3 separate regions of the Danio rerio genome follow, and regions 1 and 3 are each linked to region 2. Evidence: chromatin contacts called from public Hi-C and HiChIP or PLAC-seq data. All regions are on one chromosome and are shown on one strand. Each heading gives the region's core, a stretch centred on a gene start, on an enhancer-like site or on the middle of the called end of the contact. The rest is flanking DNA. Distances are from core to core; before and after follow the strand shown. Region 1 overlaps hs6st1a (heparan sulfate 6-O-sulfotransferase 1a). Region 2 holds the start of hs6st1a (heparan sulfate 6-O-sulfotransferase 1a). Region 3 holds the start of uggt1 (UDP-glucose glycoprotein glucosyltransferase 1).

Region 1 (4,297 bases), core at 1,472-3,971, 210 kb before region 2:
GCAGTTGAAATATCTCATATGGAGCCAACAAGCACAGAAAAGGCTTAAAAAGCACACAAACAGTGCAGCGCTCTGACTGATGGCTCGTGTCAAATCAAATAAGCTGAGCTGTTCTGATCTACAGCAGCACTCAGCATAATTCTAGCCTCAGAAAGACAGCCAAAAATATTTCAATATCAATAGTAATTCAGAATTTTTGGATTGCTTTACACAAAAAAAAAAATGGTTCATTCAAATTTATTGTTGTTTTTTTTTGTAATTATTTGTGACATTTATGAGTTCTGTGTGAAGCTGGTTTAAAGTAGAACTATACCTTTTTGTGATAAAAGTTTTAAATATTTATACTGCGATAAAGCTATCGCACTGTAATAATTTATTTCTTTAAAAAATATTAATAATTGTAAAAAAAATTACTACAAAAAATTTATAAATTCCTGTAAAATAAGAATAATATTCTTCCTTTAAAATTACAAGACTGGTATTATATTGACATATCAGACAGACCTTTATCATGTGATTTTTATTTTTATTTTTTATATTTATTACAAATATACAGTCCCCGACAAAAGTCTTGTTGCTTGTGCACAAATTGACCTGAAGTGCCACTGAAATATATTTCAAACCAAGATTTTTCACAAGAAATGACTCTTTTTAATCCCAACAGCTTTTGTAATAATGTTTCAGTGCAGGGAAATGAACAATTTAGTGATAAATGTTTCCCATAATCTATGGTTTCTCTGTCGCAGATCCATCGATTGAACCACGTTAGTTAATTAGTTTGTTATAATGTAAAACGCCCATAAAGATGCTCTACATGGGGTGGTAATAACTAATTTCTTTATGCAAATTAGATTGTTTTATATGCACATGCATTAAAAAAATTCAATATTAGTTTTGGTAAAAATATACACTCGCTTTTCATATTAATTAAAATTTATGTAAATGGCACATAGAGGGTCTATGTTTCCTTTACAAATATTATTGAGAATATTCCATAGTCTATTTTAAATTAACATAAAATCACTTACAAAAGCTAACACATATCCTAATATCATAAATAAATAAATAAATAAATAATGAGGCTATTTATTACAAAAAGAAATGTAATATTTATTAGGAAATTGGAAAAAATCCTACTTAAAAAAAACAATTAATAATATTAATGATGACGACAATGATGGTTATTATTATTATTACAATTATTATTATTATTAAGTAGGATATTGTTTACTATCATAATTTTTTTAAATTGTATCTACTTTTACAATTTAACACGTGGAAATCACAGCAGAAATATTCTAACCAACCGGCCCATCTCATATACAGTACAGATACTGAATAAAAAACATACTATAAATTAAAAGCATTAACACATGCTATGTTTTTTGTTTTCACAAGCTTTTGAGATGTAACATAAATTTCAAGGCTTTGTTCAAAATAACATCTATGTTTTCAAAGTGCACTGTGAAGTGAGCACAATTGTACACATAAAAATCGCTTAAACTGAAATGTAAAAATAGTTTGAAAGCAAATTACACCTAAGAATGATAACTTTAATGTTTATATATATATATATATATATATATATAATTCCGAGTTTAAATGTTAGAATGAAAAGGGCATAGGTGGAATAACTGGGAATAGAACACAACCAGGAACTATGTTTCTAACTACAGCTCCAGAGGTGTAGTTACCAGCATACAAGTTTGCGAAGCAGTTTGGGAATGTTCGTTGAAATGGCGGATTTGGGAAATGCCAAATCAACAAACTATGTTTTTAACGATGCAACCTGCAACCTTAGTTGGCTAACGAGGGTTTTCGGAAATGCACCCCAGAATAGTTTCTCAGATTGTGTCTCAAAATGGCCTCCATGGCCGAATCAGTGCCCAGACTTCATCAATAAATTGTATGAATCCTTGCCAAACCGCATGGATGCAGTCCTTAAAGCTCAAGGAAGTCATACAAGATATTAAATTTGGATCTCACAGCATTACTACTTAATTTGCTGACATATTTTTGTATTTGCAGTAAATTTGTTACATTTCTGTATAGGTGACAAAACATTTGTCTAGCCAAAACTTGACATTTCTGTCTTGATTATATAACAAATCTTTTTTTTCAGTGAAACAAATTTTTTTCAGACTACAGGTTAATAGCAGGTGTTTCTACCAAACAGATAAGCGACAAGACTTTTGCCAGGGACTGTATTTTGGGCAGCACAATATGACAAAATAAAATGAGTGTCATGTTTAAAAAAAAAAAAAATAATAATAATAAAAAAATACATTATTAACATTAATTATATTTTGTCACATTTTTTGCTGCCCGGCAAACTAGGGATGTAAAATAAACTGCACTATCTCTAATGATTTCTAATATTTAGTCCTATAAAAATCATCATCAACAAATGCATAGAGAGAGAAAGAGAGAAAAATGTAGTGTAGAACAAATTTACTGTATGACGTAACTATGATTATTTGATTGAGCAAAACACCAGCATTTAACCATCATTTCAGTCCAGAAATAAACATGGCCCAGTAAACCACCCTAATTTGGAAGCAGAGCACTTGCTCTTTTCCTCCTTGTTTCTTTGTTTTGTTTAATATATTCACTCCTGTTGCTTTACACGCTGAACGCCACACTATCCGATGACCTTTTTCCTCTGTTTTCAATCATCTTGTGTCTAAAGCCAAACTCCTCTGGGGCTTCGCTGGGTTCGTGAGCGGCTTACTAACATGCAGTTCCCGCTGCAGCCACTCGGTGGTGATATAAACAAAGAATTCACCGAGATGCACTTGGATGAAAAAAAGAGTCTCAGTATCAGTCATGTTTAAGTATACTCCACTGAAGCAGATTTACTAAAGGCACGGACAGTGTTGGGACCGTATGTAAAACAGGGAAAGAAAAAGAAAAGAGGGTAATGACGGGTCGGGTCATTGTCATTGTCATTGTCCTAGTAGTGCAACAGGGAAAATGACAGAAATTTGCTGGCACAAGCATATCACGGCTGCACACATGCAAACTAAACAAAACTTTTTCCTGTAGCAAAGTCCTTCCTGCATGGCCACGGACAAACAGAACTAGAAGAGGTCACAAAATAAAGTCAGGGTTATAGGGCTGCTTGTTATTGAAGAAAGGGCTAGAGAAAAGTGACATAATGATATTTAATTTAGTTTTTCTGCAATAAATATCCATAATGGGTAACGCTGTGGTGCATGATCGCCTCAAAGCAAGAAGGTCGCTGGTTTGAGCCTCGGCTGGGTCAGTTGGCATTTTTGTGTGGAGTTTGCATGTTCTCCCCATGTTTGTGTGGGTTTCCTCCGGGAGCTCCGGTTTCCCCCACAGTCCAAAGACATGCGGTGTAGGTGAATGGGTAAGTTAAATTGTTCGTAGTTTATGTGTGTGAACGAGAGTGTATGATTGTTTCCTGGAGATGGGTTGCAGCTGGAAGGGCATCCGCATTATTGTGAATTTAAAGTGATAATTGAAAAATAAACAAAATAGAAAACACACCACAACAACATTATTGTACTATAAAATAGAGCAATAAATTAAAAGTAATACTAACATATACATCTAAGTTTGATGAAGTTGATATATTGTGCGCAATCAGTTGAAGTCCGAATTATTAGCCCCCCTTTACATTTTTTTTTCTTTTAAAAAATATTTCCCAAATGATGTTTAACAGAGCAAGGAAATGTTCACAGTATGTCTGATAATATTTTTTCTTCTGGAGAAAGTCTAATTTGTTTAATTTCGGCTAGGATAAAAGCAGTAAAAATAAAAAAAATTAAGGTCAAAATTATTAGCACTTTTTGGCTATATTTTTTTTCAGATAGTCTAAAGAACAAACCATCAATATACAATAACATGCCTAATTACTCTAACCCGCCTTATTAACCTAGATAAGCCTTTAAAAAAATAAATCAGTTATTAGAAATGAGTTAATAAAACTATTATGTTTAGAAATGCTTTGAAAAAAAATATTTTCTCTGTTAAACAGAAATTTGGGGTGGGGGGTGGCTGGGTTGGGAGTAATAATTCAGGGAGGCTAATAACTCTGACTTCAACTATACATACTAATATAACATATATTGTCCAACACTCATTGAATAAACTAAATACTTAGGTCCTTAAACTGCACATCATCCTTGTCAACACAAGTGAAGAGAAAAACGACAGTTGTGTAATAACATAATTTAATAAACATGACCAATTTAATGCTGTGATTTTTTCAGACAAAGAAAAACAATGCATTGCTGCAGTAATTACCAAAATCATAAAACAATTTTGCTAA
Region 2 (3,781 bases), core at 566-3,065:
ATTTTCCACCTCCATCACTGGAGAAAACACAAACATGCAGAAATCGAAAACGACACAAACATTGACACATTAAGTCCTATCTTCCACCTGAGCAACAAGACTTTAACATGATTAACATAGTTTTGTCCAAAATATTTAATTTACTTTAGTAAAAACTGTGGTAGCTGTTTAAGCCATTTTCACTGCTTCGACTTTTTGTTTGCACATAATTAAATTAAATATAATATGTTTACCATGTTAATATCAAAAAGACTTGCAACCAATTTCACAAGACCACAGAAATGCTGTAAAACTATTGAGGTGTTCACACTTTAAATGTTGTCGTTGTTAACCCAGGTAAAATTAATCTTGGCTTGTTTCAATATATCACACTCTCCATATATTTTCCTAAGCGGTCAGGTTTCCGATACCTGACACTGTAAAACTGTAGCTATATTTGTAAACTTTGGGTTAGCTTACTTAGTTGCACTGATATGATGCTAATAACACTGGTTTGAGGGAGTAAAATTACATGTAACTTGATTTAAAAAAGTAAACGCTTGTCAACTGGTGGAAGTATCACCATCTTCTGTGTGCTTGAATTAACCTGCTGAAGCATACTTGTTACTCAGTTAACTGTTCAGCATTTTAGCTATAACAGCACGTCAAAGTTTACTTGACGTATGTCAGTGCGTGAATATTTAATAAGGGATGCAGTAGCCAAGTTCGTGATTGGTCGTCTGATGCAGAACAAGCCTTTGTTTACGTTCCAGCTTCAAAGTATTTAATAATCCAGGGTTAAACGCGTTCTATCTAAGAGTGAAAACCTGATTAACCTTTACCTGGGCTTTAAAAAGAAGATCAGCCATCAAGTGTAATGTGAAAAGAGTCTAATGCGCATAGATAACTAAATTGCAGATGAAGGCAAGTGCATTGACTCTCTAAAGTTCAGACTGTCTCAAACCCCACTGAGACATCAATTTGCGACTGCACAAGCCTGTCTCTAAAAAAACAACAAACTGGATTTTGAGACATCCAACAATTCGCATGAAAGAAAATTTCCCAAGCATCACCTTTGATTTTTCATCCTGCTCTCCTTTTTGTTCAAAACCCCCGGTACGCAGTTGGTCAGTTCGGTCCAGTCCGCGTGTAAGCCACAACTCCAACCGGTGGAGAACCGTGAGAAGAGCCAGGTTTCTTTCCTATTGGGTCGGTAACAGGTACACTTCTTCTGTCCCGGTCTACAGTCGCACGGAACCTCCAGCCTGACGTTCTGGACCAGGTGCCTCCCGAACGTGGTCCCACCGGTCTTCTGGATGTGGAGGAACACGATCACATCATCCCCCTTGATTTCAAAATCCACGGTCCGCTCCAGATCCCTGATGGGGAAATAGAATTTCTTGACGTAATGGGGATCAGGAGTCGGGAAGAGATCCGCATCGTCTTCCAGCATGTAGCCGTGCGGAGAGCCGAAGTTCATCATCCCCGGAGCCACGTACTGATACAAAATCAGCATGAACAGAACCGAGCCGACAACGATGAACAGAAATTTACTGCTCCTCTCAACCATGTTCCTTCCAGTGAGGAGGTTCATGTGTTACCATTTCCCGGTTGACTGTTTTTTAGGGTGTCTCCATATAAACACTCGGCAGTCAGAGCATCGCGCGCTGAAAGTCAGTCGTCAGACGCATTGGGTCAGGTTGGACTCATTGCATCAGAAGTGTTGCGGTATAGGATCCAGCACGGCGCGGTCTCCCTCCTTTCACCACTGTATGACACGGTGTGTTTAAAGTCCTCGACACATCGCTGTGAAGCTCCTCCAGCAGCGTGCACAGCGACACCCACTTTCCCAACACGCGCGCGCTCCGCTTTCTCAAACACAAACGAGCGCTATTTTGTTGTTTCTAGTAAACGCCCGCGAAGCTTTTGGCATTATGATGTTTCTCTAAACTCAGCGGCGTTTCATCACAAGAACCAAAAATAATGAAAGGTACATTTAAATACTACTACTACAAATAATAATAATAATAATAATAATAATAATAATAATAATAATAATAATAATAATAATAATAATAATTATTATTATTATTATTATTATTATTATTATTATAAATGTAAATTATTATTATTATAAATGTTCAATGCCCAACAACTGCATTGTACAGCACTTTTTAAATAATAATACAGTTTTAGAAATGAAAAAAAAAAATTATATGCAATTATTTTGCAATTATTATATGCAATTATATTAAAATTATTATCAAGCAAGACACTGAAATTACAAATAATATATGCTATTTTAAGACATTATTTTATAATTATTTTATTGAAATTATGTAAAAAAAACTTTGTTTTTGATTAACACTTTATATATTGCTTATTGTGAATAAACAAGCAAAGTAAATAATAAGCAAAAATAAAAACAAAAAAACAAGGCAAAAGTACAACAAGTCCTACAAAATTACATAAAAATTACTATATTACATTTTAAAATGCTTTAAATGATAATGCAATGTTTTCAACTATTGTTTAGTCACTGAAACTACTTCATAGTGCTGGCTGAACATTCAATTGTCACAGATAAAACTCTGTGATAATATACAATTTCTAAAAGATAAACCTGCTAAAGTGCAATTTGTGGTTGAGCAGCAAAAAGTGTGAAACAAAGAACTTTTATGTGCATGTTCACCTCTGATAAGATAAAGGCGGTTATTCATTTGTAAAAGTAAAGTTTGCGTTATGAACAAGAAACCACTTTCTAACTTGAAGGCACACTGAAACATAAAATCAACACAGAAAAGCGTTCAGCTAGAACTCAGACAGGACTCCTTCACCACACGCTAGTAGGCAGTGTTTAGTGCAGTGCTATTGTATATAGAGACCTGTTTCATTTTTTTGCCTTTGACTTTCAGCTGTGCTTGCTTGCTTGCTTGCTTGCTTGATTGATTGATTGATTGATTGATTGATTAATTGATTGATTGATTAATTGATTAGGGGGATGTCTAAATTCTTAGTGTAGGGATGTTCGATCCTTCTAGGTTTTTATGACAAGATATTTTTAATTATGGATTGAAATAAGTCCTCTTGTAAACATAACTCATTGATACTTAAAAATAACTTTTGACATAACCTTGATGCTGCAGAATAAAATGCACATGCTTGCACCCCAAAAATCCTTGTCTTATATATATATATATATATATATATATATATATATATATATATATATATATATATATATATATATATATATATATATATATAAACAGCATCCTCTTACCTCTTACAGCAGTGGTTCCCAAACTTTTTTAGCAGAGACTGCTTTTTTCCTCTGAAAATATTGTAAGGCCCCCCTCAACATTCAATGATATTATCACTCATATAAGTTTGCAGTAAGGATGACAAAAAATGTTGTTTTCAAACAAATGGTATGTTTATTATTATATCTAGATATGTTTATGCACAAATAATAGGCTAATGCAAAATATAAAAGCAAAGCATCAGTAGGCCATTGTAACTGAAGCCTTTGGCCTTTAAATTGGCCCTATTAGTTGCCAATTATTTAAAAGTTTCTCGTCAGTAGCTGTAACATCCTTCATTTTATTTTGGGAGTGTGTCAATTATTTTGCCTTGCGCTCAGAAAATGCTCTGGTCTTGTCGCGGTATTGGGGATGAGCCATCTGCAAATGTCTTATTAAATTGGACAACCTCATCCATTCGTTAGCAAGAACTTTGGCGCAGATAATGCACTGTGGCTGGGTCAGGGACTCTTTGCTTCGAGAAAATGAAATAAACCATA
Region 3 (3,702 bases), core at 1,113-3,612, 230 kb before region 2:
ACTAGGGTACAATTCACTGGTGCACACCCAAGTTCAGAAGACACATTCAAACTAGCTAAGCGTACTGTACTCTGACATCAAACGAACTTAGGTGTGGACCAAAAGTGCTAGTGTGAAAGCACCCTTACCTCTCCACTTTTTCCCAAACCTTTTTGAGTTTTTTCTTCTGTTGAAAACATAAGAAGATATTTTGAAAAATGGAAGCCCTTCTTTTTCTAATATTGATGCCAGCAGTTAACAATTTCCAACATTCTTATAAATATCTTTTTTTTTTTCAACAGAAGAAGAAACTCATTAAAGGTTTGAACACATAATAATAAACCTAAAATAAACATCCAGGTGCCATCCAAGTGCTGAGAGCGACATTTAGATGAACATGGTGTATATGTTTGCACAATCGCTGCAAATTTCTGTTGTGAAAACAAAGAATATTTTAAATATAAACTACACATTTGCATATGCAAGACTATAATTTGATTTAATCACTTTCCTTGCATGATACATTAACGCTACAGAGGAGCATGTTTCTTATTTATTTATAATAAATTTATAATAATTATAATTTATAATTATTTATAATAATTTAAAAATTCTATTTAACTGAGCGAAGTTTTTTTCAACACATTTCTAAGCATAGTTTGTTCTGTAGACTATCGAGAAAAACTAGCTTAAAGGGGCTAATAATTTTGCCTCTAAAATGTTTTTTTTTAAGAAATGAAAAACTGCTTTTATTCTAGCTGGAAAAAAAGACTTTCTCCTGAAGAAATAATATTATCAGACATACTTTGAAAAGGTCCTTGTATTATATTATGCATTCTATTTAAAGTATTTTTTTTAAATTGCATAAATGTGTGTTTCTTGCATTAAAGCATGAAAGAATGAATCTTCAGTGCAAACACTGCATCCATATAATTCCACCAAGCAAAAACGCTGCAAATCTTAACCATAAAATAAATGAGTAAAATAAATAAAGTTAAATTAAGATTGTTGCAAATGATCTGCAATAAATAAATGCAGCCCATATAATATTAACTTACTACACAGAAAATTATGCAATTAAACACACAACATTTTACACATTAGAGTAATAACAGCATAACAAATATCATACTGACAGGCATCAGCATGTCTAAAATATGAAATGAAAAGATCAAATATTACCATCATGATCATTCTCAATGTTCTGGTTGGCTTCCACAAAGGCCCAGAACTTGTCCTGACTCTCCTCGGCAAGGAACTCGCTGTAAAGTACAAATCATCTTATACTGTTTGCAAACTGTAGCCTGTCCTGAATGTCTTACGCAGGGAACAAACTGTAGAATATTATGGCATCATATAATGTGGAGGTAAACATTGTTTGGTCATGCAACGTGCATTGAAGCTAACCTGGCTTCCAACAGGAGAGGTGTCGAGGGCCATTTAGTAGTCAGTGTCGTTGTAACTGCTTTTGAGTCCCCATTGACAGAGTCGACAGAGCCCAGAGCCAGCAGTGCAGCACAAAACAGCCACATCTTTCCACAAAATCCTGAGAAAGTGAGACAGTTTAGTCGCGTTTTTGCTAGAGGAGAAATGTAACTACAATAACGCCATAGACGCTGAAGAAGGTAAACGCTTCAAATATGGAAAAGAAAGTGAAAGAAACTTTGAAAGAGTCCTATTTTCACTTTACTGAATTAAATACGTCACTATAAAACATAAAGACGTAAAAATACAAACGTAGGGCATGTAAATAACGCAGTAATTGAGCATATCATTCATACGTTTCTGCTTGTTTGTATTTCACTTCGTTTGACAGATTGGAGAGGACAGCGCGAGTTGACTCTGAGCCAATCAGAGCGCTCAGCGTGGACATCGAGATTAGCTTCATCCAATCAGAGATCTTATCGAACGCAAGTTCCGGGTTCTCTTTAACTTCCTGCATTATAACTAATTCTCTCAAAGCATGGTTTTTACTAGGATGAATGAAATTTTAATTACCTGAAGCTGGCGCTTAAAATGCAGTAAAGCAACTGATTTCGTATTATCTACTCTACTTAATCATAACGAACGACTGCTAAACGTTTTACACATTAAAGGGTGTTTCAATACTATAGCGTGTCTTTGTCAAATACAGAACATCCATAAAATACTTCTTAAATAGAAAGAAGAGTTTAAATGAGCTCACTTTTCTTAGTAGCGAATTAGCAGTATAGGACTTATAACTGTGCAATCATGACTGATGCATGCATTTTTCTTCAACCCAGATGCAAAATGCTCGAAGTGATGTATTCACACACACTATTGTTGCAACAAATGCAACGCGGCAGAATTATGAGGAGGTAAAAGCGAGGAATCATACCAACACCGGCTTCGGAATCTGCTTCGTGAGTTGCCATGTTTGGACGGTATAAGTGGCCCATGCTATGGTTCATGTGTGGGTCCTCTTCTCCGTGCCTTTTTAGAAATACAATATTAAGCATGCGAGAAATCATCTTTAATATTATATATTCAAAAAAAAATACAAGTACGCAATATTTTGCAACATATTAAAATATATGTCAGGAATTTAGCTAAGGGGGGAAAACACACGTGTTACTTAAGTGCTTTTTGTCGCAGGCGATTCATTAGACAGCTTATCCCTCACAGGCGCCATTTTGGCTCAACAAGACAGCGCGTGAGTTTCTAATATAACGTGAGAGAATGGAAACTGGATGTAACGATAATACGTTTAGCTCATGGTAAAAAAAATGCAGCATCTTTTCATTTGATTTCCATCCCGCAACTGTGTGTGATGACTTTTTGTGCGTCCTTTATATTTAAATAATTTATTAATTGCTTATGAAAGGGTAAATGCCCCCCATAATTTATATGGTATCTAGGCTAGTGTCAAACACAAACTCTTCTTTGTTAAACAAAAAAATATACATGTTGTAGAAAGCTTGAAACATAAGACTTCCGTTGTTTTACCTCATTGAACCAGATTTCAGCTTTCTAAAAAAAATTGCCTTTTGTGTTTAACAGAATAAAAAACTCAAAAAGGTTAGGAAAAACTTGAGGGTGAGGAAATAATGAATAAATTAATTTTGGGGTGAAATATTATTTTAAATCACTAAGCAGATCTGAAGTCAAACTGAATCAGAATTCACATTAGGTCGATTGTACAGTTTGATCAGAATCCTTCATGTTTAATGAATGTTTAGGGCTTTGCTAAAGAATTATAGCACAACAATATTTCTTGAAAACATTTTAAACAAATTCAGCCAAAAATAAAGTTAATAAGCTTGTTTCAGGAGTGTGGATGAAAAATAACTTCTTCACTGTCAGTGTCTCCACAAGGCTTTATGCTATCTTCAGTATGCTACTAGATATTTCCTACTCCCTCTTCTGAAGTCTTGATTAGGAGCTTAGCATTCAAATGCTTTGTTGTCATTTGCAGGTCATCAGTCAGGATATCCGCTCCTTCAGTAATATGGTGTGGCTCCTCCCACTGACTCGTACTGCTTGGGTAAAGTTGCTCAGAAACTGGTGTAATTCTAATAGAAAGAAACGCTGACACTGTTACCATGTTTTAATTGCTGTAGGCCTATAAATAAATTTGAGGTGACTTGACTGAAATGACAGACAAGTCTTCGCATTTATCACTGGACTGATCACTCGACAGTGACCTAATCACACCTGCAGCATCTCCACGATGAACATTCAGTGTTCTCCAGCCTCCAGCGC

What was found. Hi-C and Micro-C count contacts between places; a contact is called where the count stands out from the background. HiChIP or PLAC-seq counts read pairs in DNA pulled down with a chosen protein or histone mark.
Region 1: a Hi-C map of embryo shows a contact between it and region 2, with 3 times the contacts expected there. The contact joins the enhancer-like site here to the promoter of hs6st1a in region 2. A contact is called at or near these places in 3 of 18 Hi-C or Micro-C datasets (caudal fin and embryo) and 3 of 4 datasets of contacts at active chromatin or transcription factors (caudal fin, embryo and pancreas).
Region 3: a contact with region 2 is called in an H3K4me3 HiChIP or PLAC-seq map of embryo, with 6 times the contacts expected there. The contact joins the promoter of uggt1 here to the promoter of hs6st1a in region 2.

The regions. Positions count from the first base shown.
Region 1 is chr2:43,948,855-43,953,151 of GRCz12tu, forward strand. All of the region lies in intron 1 of hs6st1a (heparan sulfate 6-O-sulfotransferase 1a), which reads right to left. Among named protein-coding and RNA genes, the nearest start is that of uggt1, 20 kb to the left of the region's middle. Within about 2 kb of position 2,722, at least 4 of the 62 cell types and tissues checked have an H3K27ac peak or open chromatin away from gene starts, as enhancers often do.
Region 2 is chr2:44,163,406-44,167,186 of GRCz12tu, forward strand. hs6st1a (heparan sulfate 6-O-sulfotransferase 1a) reads right to left here and starts at 1,816. Exons shown (of 2, transcript NM_001430963.1): 1 at 1,053-1,816. The coding sequence starts at 1,573.
Region 3 is chr2:43,928,519-43,932,220 of GRCz12tu, forward strand. It overlaps uggt1 (UDP-glucose glycoprotein glucosyltransferase 1), which reads right to left and starts at 2,363. Exons shown (of 40, transcript NM_001077534.1): 1 at 2,339-2,363; 2 at 1,387-1,525; 3 at 1,162-1,241. The coding sequence starts at 1,511.